Linked DNA regions of Zea mays: region 1 is linked to region 2. The links are chromatin contacts, called in public Hi-C maps. All regions are on one chromosome and are shown on one strand. The core of a region is the stretch at or near the end of the contact, and the rest is flanking DNA. Distances in the headings are between cores, read along the strand shown. Region 1 has its middle 160 kb from the start of LOC100274261. Region 2 holds the start of LOC100274261.

Region 1 (5,429 bases), core at 2,396-4,895, 160 kb after region 2:
CCGTTGTGTATCTTTGAATCCTCAAAGCGTGTCATGAGAAGGAGAACAATTAGGTATGTTAAGGTCCTATGGACAAATCAGTCTGAGCGCGAGGCTACCTAGGAGCTTTAGTAGCAGATGCGGTAGAAGTACCCTTAACTTTTACGTTTCTGGTGAGTTCTTATCCTTTCTGATGTTCATTGTGTCGTTTCTATAGAAGCGGTGGAAATCGAGGACGAATTCTTTTTAAGGGGGGTAGAGTGTGATACCAAATATTATTAAAAGGGAAGTTAAAATTTTCTTTCTATGCTCTATGTCGTTGGGAGATTAGAGTCCGCGGATGTGAAACTCTCATTTAAACGATATCATTTGGTTATTTGTTCGCTTGAATCGGGGCGCGGATGGGAGATTTGATTGTGGGCCATCGGTTTTGCATCAAGGGTATGAGAGGCTTTTCTCTCTTTTCCCCTAACCTAGCAGCCGCCCTCCCCTCTCTTCTCCCCATTTCAGCCGCCCTCCTCTTTCAAGAATCCCTAGCCGCCACTCCACAACCATGGCAGTCACCTCCCCCCTTTGGTTCCTCCTCTTAGTGCTACGATCCTCCATTGGTGGATTAGTGGGAGGAAGAAGGATGAGATAACGAGTTAAATGTGATCTAGTTTTCCTTTTGTTATTTGTGGTGCAATTTTGTTGGATTAGATGTCGGGGTTAGATTTTGATCTCGAAATTAGTCTCTGCAGAGTTTTCTGTTCATGCCAGTTTTCCGTGGTCTTAGTGGCCTCAAAAAAATAAAAAGTCTCTCTATGAGTCATAGATAATTTGTAGGTATTTTCATGGCTGCAAAGAATACCTCAATGGGACATCAGATTAAAGAGTAATTGAAGTTTGATTATAACAATTTTTCAGTCTCATAATTTTGTGCAGAATCTGTTCCCTAAGATTTAGGCAATTCTATCAACATAATTAAATTTTGAGTTAGTGAGAGAAGTTGTAGATAATGTCATAAGCTTTCCAGATTGATAAAGACTGTAATCATATGAATTTTGAAACTCCAGTTATGTTTGTTTTACAGTGGTTGTACCTATTTGCCTAGCAAACCGAGCAGGTCTGTTCACTGGTAGATTTTATCTAGTAAATGGCTAAATTGGCTCTTCCAACTATGGAGACTTATGTAGAGGGATACAATTCCTTACTGCCAGCAAAATTTCATAATTTTTGGTTGTGTAGTTTGGGAGATATCAAACTTTGAAGTTAACTATGTTGTTGTTTGAAACAGATTCAGTCGGATGTTTTAGAACTTATAGATGCCAAAATTTAATTATCCATTGAATACCAAAGTTGTAGAGTATTTTGTGTAGATGCTTTCAGATAATTTGTTTGATAGAACTGCTGTAATAATTTTAAAGATACAAAATTAACAAGCAGCGTTGTTGCTGTTGGCGGGTGGTAGGGAGCAGTGGTTGTTCACGTCAATGTTGGGTTGTGCGTTGGAGTGGTGTTGATTGTTAACAAATGCTATGTGAATATTTGTACTAAGTTTAATGCCCACAACAGGTGGTGGGGCTCCGGATCGTACCTAGTGAGATTCCGAATTCCCGGCGAAGGCAAGTAAAATGTAGTGGTGGTTTGCTATCGCTTTACTGCTATCTTATTCCCTGTCATTGAGTATTCATAAGTATTGCATGTGTTAAACATGGAATTCTACGATGAGGTTTTATTTGATCGAAAGTATTAATGGTATATGTTAATAATGTTGATGAACATGATTTGAGAATGGCATATGTGGTTGACTCACGTCTTTGAGGAATTTGAAGTTACTATTATGAAGCATGTTATATGTAGTGAAGTGTTGTTGGCATGTCATGCACATCGCATCATCCATCTTGCATTTTGAAGTTATGTTGTGATCTTATGGTTCGATCGTACCGGTATATTTAGCATCGTACGTTGCCTGAGGAGTGGTACGATGCGGCTTCATATCCTTAGAGGTATGAAGGCATAAGTCATCCTTGCATTTGCAGTCATTTGCACTCATGAGGTATATATGAAGTGTGTCATTGCTATGTTACTATTGTGGTTTCTACCTACGAGGTGTGGTTACTAGGTGTGTTGTACATTGTATTCGTGCTGCACCTTCATAATAAGAAGAAGGTTGTGAAGTCAAGTGTTGGTAAAACAATGTTCTTATGTGGTTAAACAGTTTGATATTATTTTACTTGCTGAGACGTGTCATCTCCCGCTTGCACTATTCAATGCAGGTACTTGATTCATGTTAGGAATGAGGGAAGTAGCAGCACGTCCACCTTCACTCTCATAATAGCGCTGCACAGTCGCAACCATGATTTAATTAGAAACTTCTTGTCAAAGGATGTTTGTTTTTATCTAGTCGTGCGCACTAGTTAATTCAGTTCATGTCGTTATGGTTACCTTCCCATTGCTAGCAGATTATTAATGTCTAGTATGTTTTCTTATCATGATATCTGTTTATATTCTATTGCTTCCTCGTTTATGCAATTTTCAAAGGAGATGTTGTTGAAATTTTATACTAGATTATTAGAAGTGTAGTTTTAGTAGCACCTCGAGGTGTTTGTGGACCTTGGGGTGTTACAGTAACCCCACACTGTTCACGCTTTATTGGAAGGTTGTACTCTCATTCTCTCCTTCGAGCAAGTCGAAGGTACAAATGTAATATGCAGCTTGTATCACTTTATTAACATGTAATGCAGATATCGACATTATTCTGACATGTAATATGAAATGAATGCTTGTGTGATGCATTTCATGCTAGAATTTTTGTGTGATGCATTTGAGTTGACTTGGAACCTTGGTTTAAAACAAATTCGAATTATAAATTAGAAAGGGAGAAAAAAATAAAGAGAGAAACATGCTACTCGGGCTAGGTCCCTGTTTTTGGCCCACTTGGCCTTTCGGGCGAGCGCGACCACAGGCCCAACAGCGGCCGCACGGGGTTTTTTTGCGCCGACATGTGGGCCAGGGGGTCAGCGCCTTAATCCCACACTTTGGTCTCGCTACTCACCGGGGCCCACTCTTCAACCATAGGATGTGTGTGCACTCAGGTATCGGCTTCACCACCATGGGAGCCCAGTCCAGCAGCAGACGCTTCTAGAACGAGTTTGTTAGGGTCCCTTAGATCTCGGTAACCACCATGGTGTGGTCCTCCCGCACCAGCCGGGTGAAGGGTATCCTCAGCCCTTGGAACAATAAAACCGAAATCATGTTCGCCGTGAGTGCCATCAACCAAAGAGGAGGGAAGTGAGGCTGCAGACGAGGACTGACATTGTTGCACTCGTTCCATCAGTGGAGACTACTCAGGGCGCTTCGTGGAAGCACGACGGGTGTCGTGGGGGAGGGTTCAGAGGCCACGATTGATCAGAGCACACAGAATCGCTAACTAGAGTCAAAATCCGTTGTGGAGCCGCAACACGTCGAGAGCAGCTACCTCAACGCCACCGTTTTGGGTAAGCACACCTCCGATCACTTCGCCTTCGTCTACACTTCGCCCGGCACCAATCCACGTTGGGAATTAATCCTAGGGAGACTGTATTTCACCTCGCCGGTGAACTCTCGGTCATGGGGTGCGGCGGTGCCGGCCTCACGCGGTTGTGGGGTTGGGGATGACATGGCAGTCGTTCGTCTCTGGATGTGCGACTAAGATTCGAATCCTCTTACCCCTTCACTCCATAAAACCCTGACCGTTCATCTATCGGCGAGCGATCCAGATTAGCTTATAAAATGCCACTTCGACCGGGATGTCGTGGACCATGGATCCACGATCTAACGACCCAGACGCGAGCATACCCCTTCATCGGTCAGAGTTGTTAAATAGACCCTCGAGTTTTTAAAATTGAACCTGCCGTCCTCTACAGTTTAAAAGAAATTACCTAGAGGTCCTGCAATTTATGAGTTAAACCATGAATTCTTTGGATTTAGTGACCGCCGCCCACAGGCCACAGCCCTAGGAAATTCTTGATTTAATAAAATAAAATGAAATTTTAATATAAAAACAATTCTAGAAATCTTATAAAGATCATAACTTAATCGTTTTAAATCTGATTGAACCCATTCCGGTCGCGTTAGCTTCGTAATAAAATTGTCTATGTAGTAATAACATCATCTATACCTTGTCACATATCTTTATAATTAAATATTGCGTAACCTATATCTATTTGAGTTTTGCACCTAAAAACATTGTTCTACCCATAAATTTTTTGTTTTAACTCCGAATTTAGTGGTTCTAGATCCTATGATTTTGTAGCAACACGTAGAATAGTATTATGCAGTTGTTTCATTGTTTGGTGTGATGTTAATTTCTGTCTCTAAATTGTTTGTTTGTATTGTTGTAAGTAGACGAACAAGTGGCCGAGAAACCCGAAGCCATCCAAGTAGAAGAATCTGAGCAAGAGCTCATTGAAGGCAAGTTGTGCCCTTGACCACTCTTCTTTATCCAATAATGTTCTCTATAATCACTATGACATGCTCAGGTTAAATTTGATGGGACCTAATAAGCTGCCCTAGTTTTGTCTACCTCACACCTTACATACAAATGAATTATTGGGTAGTTGGCTATGCTCTACCTGGTTTTGGAAAATAATGCTATAAGACATATGATCATATTTTATTATTGTTACTAGATTATTTATTGTTCATGATAAGATTATGATAATACTTGGAACAGGGAGCTTAACTTTGAGATAATAGTGCTACTACAAGGGTGGAATAGGATGCCCTTGGCTGACTAATTAGGAAAGCTACGGTGTGAGGAGCTGCCGGTACAGGGAGGTTCTCGGGTCCATCATGCTACGATGGCTTTTCGGACGAGGGATACCTATATCATCCCCTTCTCGCAGAAACCGTAGCAGGTTTTCTGAAGCTAGTGGAACTTTGTAAAGGCCTCGTAGTGCTACCCTGCCTCGTCTCCTCGGTAGAGATAAATGGGATTTCTAGACCCATTGGAAGATGGGTAACACGGCCTGTGGGTAAAGATGTGCAACCTCTGCAAAGTGTAAAACTGGTATTATCAGTCATGCTTACGGTCAAGAGCCACTTAGGACTCTCGCATGATTAACTTATGAAATTTAAACTTAAACTGTCATATGCATTGCATTGTGGGATTATTTATCAATTGTGATCTCTTATTTTATTTGGATGATATACACTTATACTTAGTAACTGCTAATAAAATTTGACCAGCATATTAAAAGCAATGCTCATCCTTAACCATTATTTGTTGATCAGCCTTACACTACACATGAGCCCCCACCATAAGTGAGCTCAAACACATTATTCCCCACAACTTATTGAGCAATGAATATCTATGAGCTCACTCTTATGATAACCCACCCCACACACAGGTGAAGAGCGCCCACAAAGGAGGACTACTACGATGAGTTTGACAAGATCTAGGTGTCGTCTCCCAGTCAGCTTGATGG
Region 2 (5,621 bases), core at 736-3,235:
CATTTTTTCCTTCCCAGACAGATATAACACCCTTGAAGCCTGCATACCTAATCTGGTAAGCAGATGGGGGATTATCTGTCAATTGCAGCTTCTGAGCAACTTCGAGTGCAAGGTCGCACGTAATCTTGCCAATTCCATCAGAGAAAATGTACCCGTTATGTTCAACTTCATCAAGACACTCATTTACCTCATGCGGCTGCAGCACCACCGTAGCATATGTAGAGGAGAAGCACTGCCCCATCCGAGCGGCATGCTTTGCTACATTCTTACTTGTGAACCGCCCCATCCATTTCCTAATGGTTTCCACTGTTGTCGTTCTGTCCTCTGCGAAGAACCATGCTGACCTGTCCCTCAGCTGGTTAGATGAGAATGCAAGAAACGAGTACTTCCTGCCACACATGTGGAATCCCTCTGTCAAAAACGTTTTAACACGCTTGTACACTGTTGTCTTATGCAGGAACGAGTTTGACATCAAATCTTTGACGATTTGTGCAGCAGAGAAATTCAGCACATTACTGTTGAGCATCTGCATTCTCTCATCCATAAAAGTAACCCTCAGAAACCGGTCTGAGACTTCACTATAATGCCGGATGACGCGATTAGAGCGCTCCACTTCTGGTGGCATGCAATAAGCCTTGGTGGGCGTGATTACCAGCCTCCTCACCTCAGAATTGACATCCCCAATCTTGTTGCGAAGATGTTTCAGGTACCTGGCAACCCTATCCTGCAGATTCTTCAGCCTCCCACATGCATCAAAAACTGGAAATTTGTCCCCCCAAAATTCCCTCAAGGCAGCCACATTCACATCATCCTCCTTCCTCTGGAGCAAACCGAAGAATTCAGGCGTGAGGTGGTGTTGACTTATTACTCCCTTGTGCACCAGAGCATTCACGAGGAACAACACCGGAAACTTGAGACCCTCGGCGTGCTGCACGCAGAAGAACAGGTCCTGCATCCGCTCCCCAAACTCAGGCTCATCACGCACGGTGAGCCCCCTCCTGGCCCCCCACCCTCCAACGCAATCAAGGATCGCCACCCTCCTATCCCTCATGTACGTCAGCGCGCGTTCCATCTTTGGCCAGAACCGCGGCGAGAATGTGATTCTATACGCACCGCACCGCCCAATCGCACCACTTGGAGTGATGTCCGTGGTCCGTATCCACGGGTCATCGTCGTCGAGCAGGTCGAACGGCACGGACACGTGGATGTCGTCATCCGCCGTGCGGTAACAGACCAGCGGTGCGGCCGATAGCCGGATCAGCAGCGAGCAGTCGAGCCGGAACACCCTGACTTCCGCAACATCGCGGACGGGGAACTGGAGCTTGACGTCGCAGCGCATCACCACAGACTCGCGGAACTCCCGGACTTTGAAAGCGGTGTCGCGGGCGAAGATGAAGTGGCAAGACCCGTCGAACGGGTCGACGGAGAACTCGAGCCCAGAGGCCGGGCCGCGCCAGGCGGCGATGAAGGCGTCCGAGGCCGGGAGATCCCCGACCTCGAGGCGCGAGCCAGGGAAGCGGAATGGCGAGACACTACGGCGGCGGGATGCCCGAAGGGAGCTGTCCTGTGCGGAGGCGGCGCGCAGGGGTTTGCCGGAGAGGATGAGCTCGGATCGGCCCGCTGCGTCGGCGGCGGCGCGCGCGCCCTCCGGGCGCGCAAAGTGGACGAAGGCGTGCGGAGGCACGCGATCGTACTGTGGCGGCGGCGCGGCGGCGGAGGTGACGGTGGGGAGAAGGAAGTCGGGATAGGCGTCCGGCGGAGTCCAGGAGGTCTTGAGGCGGCAGCGCCAGACCGAGCCCGCATTCAACTCGAGGAAGTCGGCGAGATCGAGCGCCTTGACGGTGGCATCAAATCCACCAAGGCTAACCTGCGTGGTCACCAGGTCGCCCGCGCGCGGCGCCGCGGAGGAGGCTGCCGCGCCCCGGAGCGATCCCATGGGTGGTCGGTTGCCGCGGATCCGTTGGGTGGATGCTGGAGGAGATAGCAATTGGGTCTCTTTACGCAGGGGTTTTGTGGGGTTGATTTCCGTTTTATTTAGGATCGGAAGGGGTTTAAAAAATTTCATAACCGAGCGAGGGATGGATGCAAATGCGAAGTGTGTGTTGCATGTGGTTGGGGTTGGTCGGTCAGTGGCCTCTCTCTTTTTATCCAGTCATTTATCTTTTTTCGCTGAAGAAAGTATAGGCATCCAGCAAAAAGAGGATGAAAAGTTTGATTGTATTGATGCCTGTGTTAGGAAACGTGCTACGGTGCTCGACATATCTATCACATTACATACAAATCTTAAGAAATCATGAATCGTTACCATTACACGCAGTACAGTGGAAGACTAGTTGGAGCGCCGATCTAACATGGGCACGCATCGATGAAGAGAAATTAGAGGATCATGATCGTCTCCTCCTCGTTGGTTGTTAGCGTAACAGTCGCAGCTGTTGGTCACTTGTTCCCGATTGGTATGTACAATCAATAAGGCAACACAATATTAGAAAGATGATCAACCTTCATCATTAAGCTGTCCGAATAAGTCATGACTTAATTGCATAAATAGGTGAAGAATGTAAAAGAATTTTAACATAACGACTCATCTCAGATGTATCAATATCATATTTCCTCTTTCGTATAATGAATTTACGATCGTACCTTCGACTCTAGAGAATGAATTAAAGTGAATGTGCTTTAGAGAAAAGATTACACACAGCAATTGTCCGAGCCTTCAAAAGGTACTTTATGCAAGGGCACTGCTCATCTATTTATAGAGAATCGTACAGCTTTGTACGAAATTATATTTACACCCACAAGGGTTACACAGAGAATTTACAAATAATACAAGGGCACATTGTCCTTTGCTTTGAGCATCCATGATGACTCTTTATATCGTCTCCATGTGTCGCTATGATGAAGTTAGCTTCGTCGCCCCTCCAATGTCCTGTATCGAAGGTATTCTGGTGTCGAAGCTCCTGCAATACTTGGCCACCAATGGTTAAACGTGTTTTTGATGACCTTCAAAAGACGAAGGCCCCCAATAGTAGCCCCTCTCAGTATTAGTTTGTTTCTTTGTAACAAACTCAGACTGCGAAACTGAAAGTCGCCTAGAGGGGGGGGGTGAATAGGGCGAAACTGAAATTCACAAATATAAACACAACTTCAAGCCGGGTTAGCGTTAGTAATATAGAAACGAGTCCGCGAGAGAGGGTGAAAAACAAATCCCAAGCAAATAAGCAAGTGAGACACGGAGATTTGTTTTACCGAGGTTCGGTTCTCTCAAACCTACTCCCCGTTGAGGAGGCCACAAAGGCCGGGTCTCTTTCAACCCTTCCCTCTCTCAAACGATCCACGGATCGAGTGAGCTTTCTCTTCTCAATCACTTGGAACACAAAGTTCCCACAAGGACCACCACAAGTTTGGTGTCTCTTGCCTCAATTACAAGTGAGTTTGATTGCAATGAAAGAATCAAGAAAGCACGATTGAAAAAAGCCAAGCGACAAGAGCGACAAATAACACACGGATCACTTTCTCTCTCAAGTCACTAATCACTAATGATCTCTTTTCTCAATTGTGAAACTTGGAGAGATGGAGGCTTTGAATGTGTCTTGGAATGGATTGCTAGCTCTTGTATTGAATGTTGAAGGTTGGAATGCTTGGATGTAGTGAATGGAGGTGGTTGGGGTTGTATTTATAGCCACCAACCACTTCCTAGCCGTTGGGCCTTTCTGCTGAGCGCGGACGGTCCGCCCTCCTGGTGCGGACGGTCCGCCCCTGTAGATCAACGGCTGAAGATGCAACGGTCAGCAGTAACGGCTATATCAACGGCTATATTGCATTTAATGCGACGTCAGATGTCAGACAGAGCCAGTCGCGGACGGTCCGCCCGCCTGGCCCGGACGGTCCGCGAGGCCGCTAAAATTCATTTCTCCGAACCCGTCACCTTCGGGTTTTTCGGTTTCTTACCGACCGGACGGTCCGCGCCTGAGGCCGGACGGTCCGCGCGAGGGCTCGGACGGTCTTTGCTTTTCCTCCGGACAGTCTGTAGTGGAAACTTGTGTTTTTGCATTGGTTCTGTCCGAGGGTCATCCTTGTGTCGCGGACGGTCCGCCGCAAGGGCCCGGACGGTCCGCGCTTGGCCTGTTTTTCCAAAAAGCTTCTCCTGTCCGGAATAATCTACGGTATTCCGGACAGTTGATTTAGTATAGTTATAGATGAACCTTTGGCACCTGTAGAACATATAATCTAGAGCAAACTAGTTAGTCCAATTATTTGTGTTGTGCAATTCAACCACCAAAATTATTTAGAAACTAGGTGTAAGCCTAATTCCCTTTCAATCTCCCCCTTTTTGGTGATTGATGCCAACACAAACCAAAGCAAATGTAGAAGTGCATAATTGAACTAGTTTGCATAATGTAAGTGAAAAGGTTACTTGGAATTGAGCCAATATAACTACTTACAAGATATGCAAGGAATGTTTCTTTCTTATATAACATTTTGGACCACGTTTGCACCACATGTTTTGTTTTTGCAAATTCTTTTTGTAAATCCATTTCAAAGATCTTTTGCAAATAGTCAAAGGTACATGAATAAGAGTTTGCAAAGCATTTTCAAGATTTGAAATTGTCTCCCCCTATTTCAAATGCTTTTCCTTTGACTAAACGAAACTCCCCCTAAAAGAAATCCACCTCTTAGTGTTCAAGAGGGTTTTGATATACCATTTCTGAAATACTACTTTCTCCCCCTTTTGAACACAATAGGATACCAAATGATAAAGACTTTTGGAAAGCACTAAGTTTTTGAATTTGGTGGTGGTGGTGCGGTCCTTTTGCTTTGGGCTCATTTCTCCCCCTTTTTGGCATGAATCGCCAAAAACGGAATCATTAGAGCCCTCTAAGTGCTATCTTCCCCTTTGGTCATAAAATAAATGAGTTAAGATTATACCAAAAAGCGAAGTTTTTTGAGCTTTTACTCTCTTCCCCAGGGATGAAGTTCTTTTCTTTGATGCTCATTTCTCCCCCAAAGAAGAGAGAGTTGCTCGGAGTGTTGGCGAAGTATGAGTTACGGAGTGGAAGCCTTTGTCTTCGCCGAAGACTCCAATTCCCTTTCAATATACCTATGACTTGGTTTGAAATAAACTTGAAAACACATTAGTCATAGCATATAAAAGAGATATGATCAAAGGTATTCAAAAGAGCTATGTGTGCAAGCTTAGCAAAAGAAATTTCTAGAATCAAGAATATTGAGCTCATGCCTAAGTCTGGTAAAAGATTGTTCATCAAGTGGCTTGGTAAAGATATCGGCTAATTGATCTTTAGTATTAATGTAAGAAATCTCGATATCCCCCTTTTGTTGGTGATCCCTAAGAAAATGATACCGAATGGCTATGTGCTTAGTGCGGCTATGCTCGACGGGATTGTCGGCCATTTTAATTGCACTCTCATTATCACATAGCAAAGGGACTTTGGTTAATTTGTAACCGTAGTCCCGCAGGGTTTGCCTCATCCAAAGCAATTGCGCGCAACAATGTCCTGCGGCAATGTACTCGGCTTCGGCGGTGGAAAGAGCGACCGAATTTTGCTTCTTTGAGCCCCAAGACACCAAGGATCTTCCCAAGAACTGGCAAGTCCCCGATGTGC

Evidence for each region. Hi-C and Micro-C count contacts between places; a contact is called where the count stands out from the background.
Region 1: a contact with region 2 is called in a Hi-C map of endosperm, with 2.5 times the contacts expected there. The contact joins the enhancer-like site here to the promoter of LOC100274261 in region 2. A contact is called at or near these places in 2 of 25 Hi-C or Micro-C datasets (endosperm and leaf).

What each region holds. Positions count from the first base shown.
Region 1 is chr3:89,950,701-89,956,129 of Zm-B73-REFERENCE-NAM-5.0, forward strand. No RefSeq gene overlaps it. Among protein-coding and RNA genes, the nearest start is that of LOC100274261, 160 kb to the left of the region's middle. Within about 2 kb of position 3,646, at least 17 of the 20 cell types and tissues checked have an H3K27ac peak or open chromatin away from gene starts, as enhancers often do. A contact at or near this core is called in endosperm and leaf, where this site is marked.
Region 2 is chr3:89,794,189-89,799,809 of Zm-B73-REFERENCE-NAM-5.0, forward strand. It overlaps LOC100274261, which reads right to left and starts at 1,986. Exons shown (of 2, transcript NM_001148625.2): 1 at 1-1,986. The coding sequence starts at 1,936.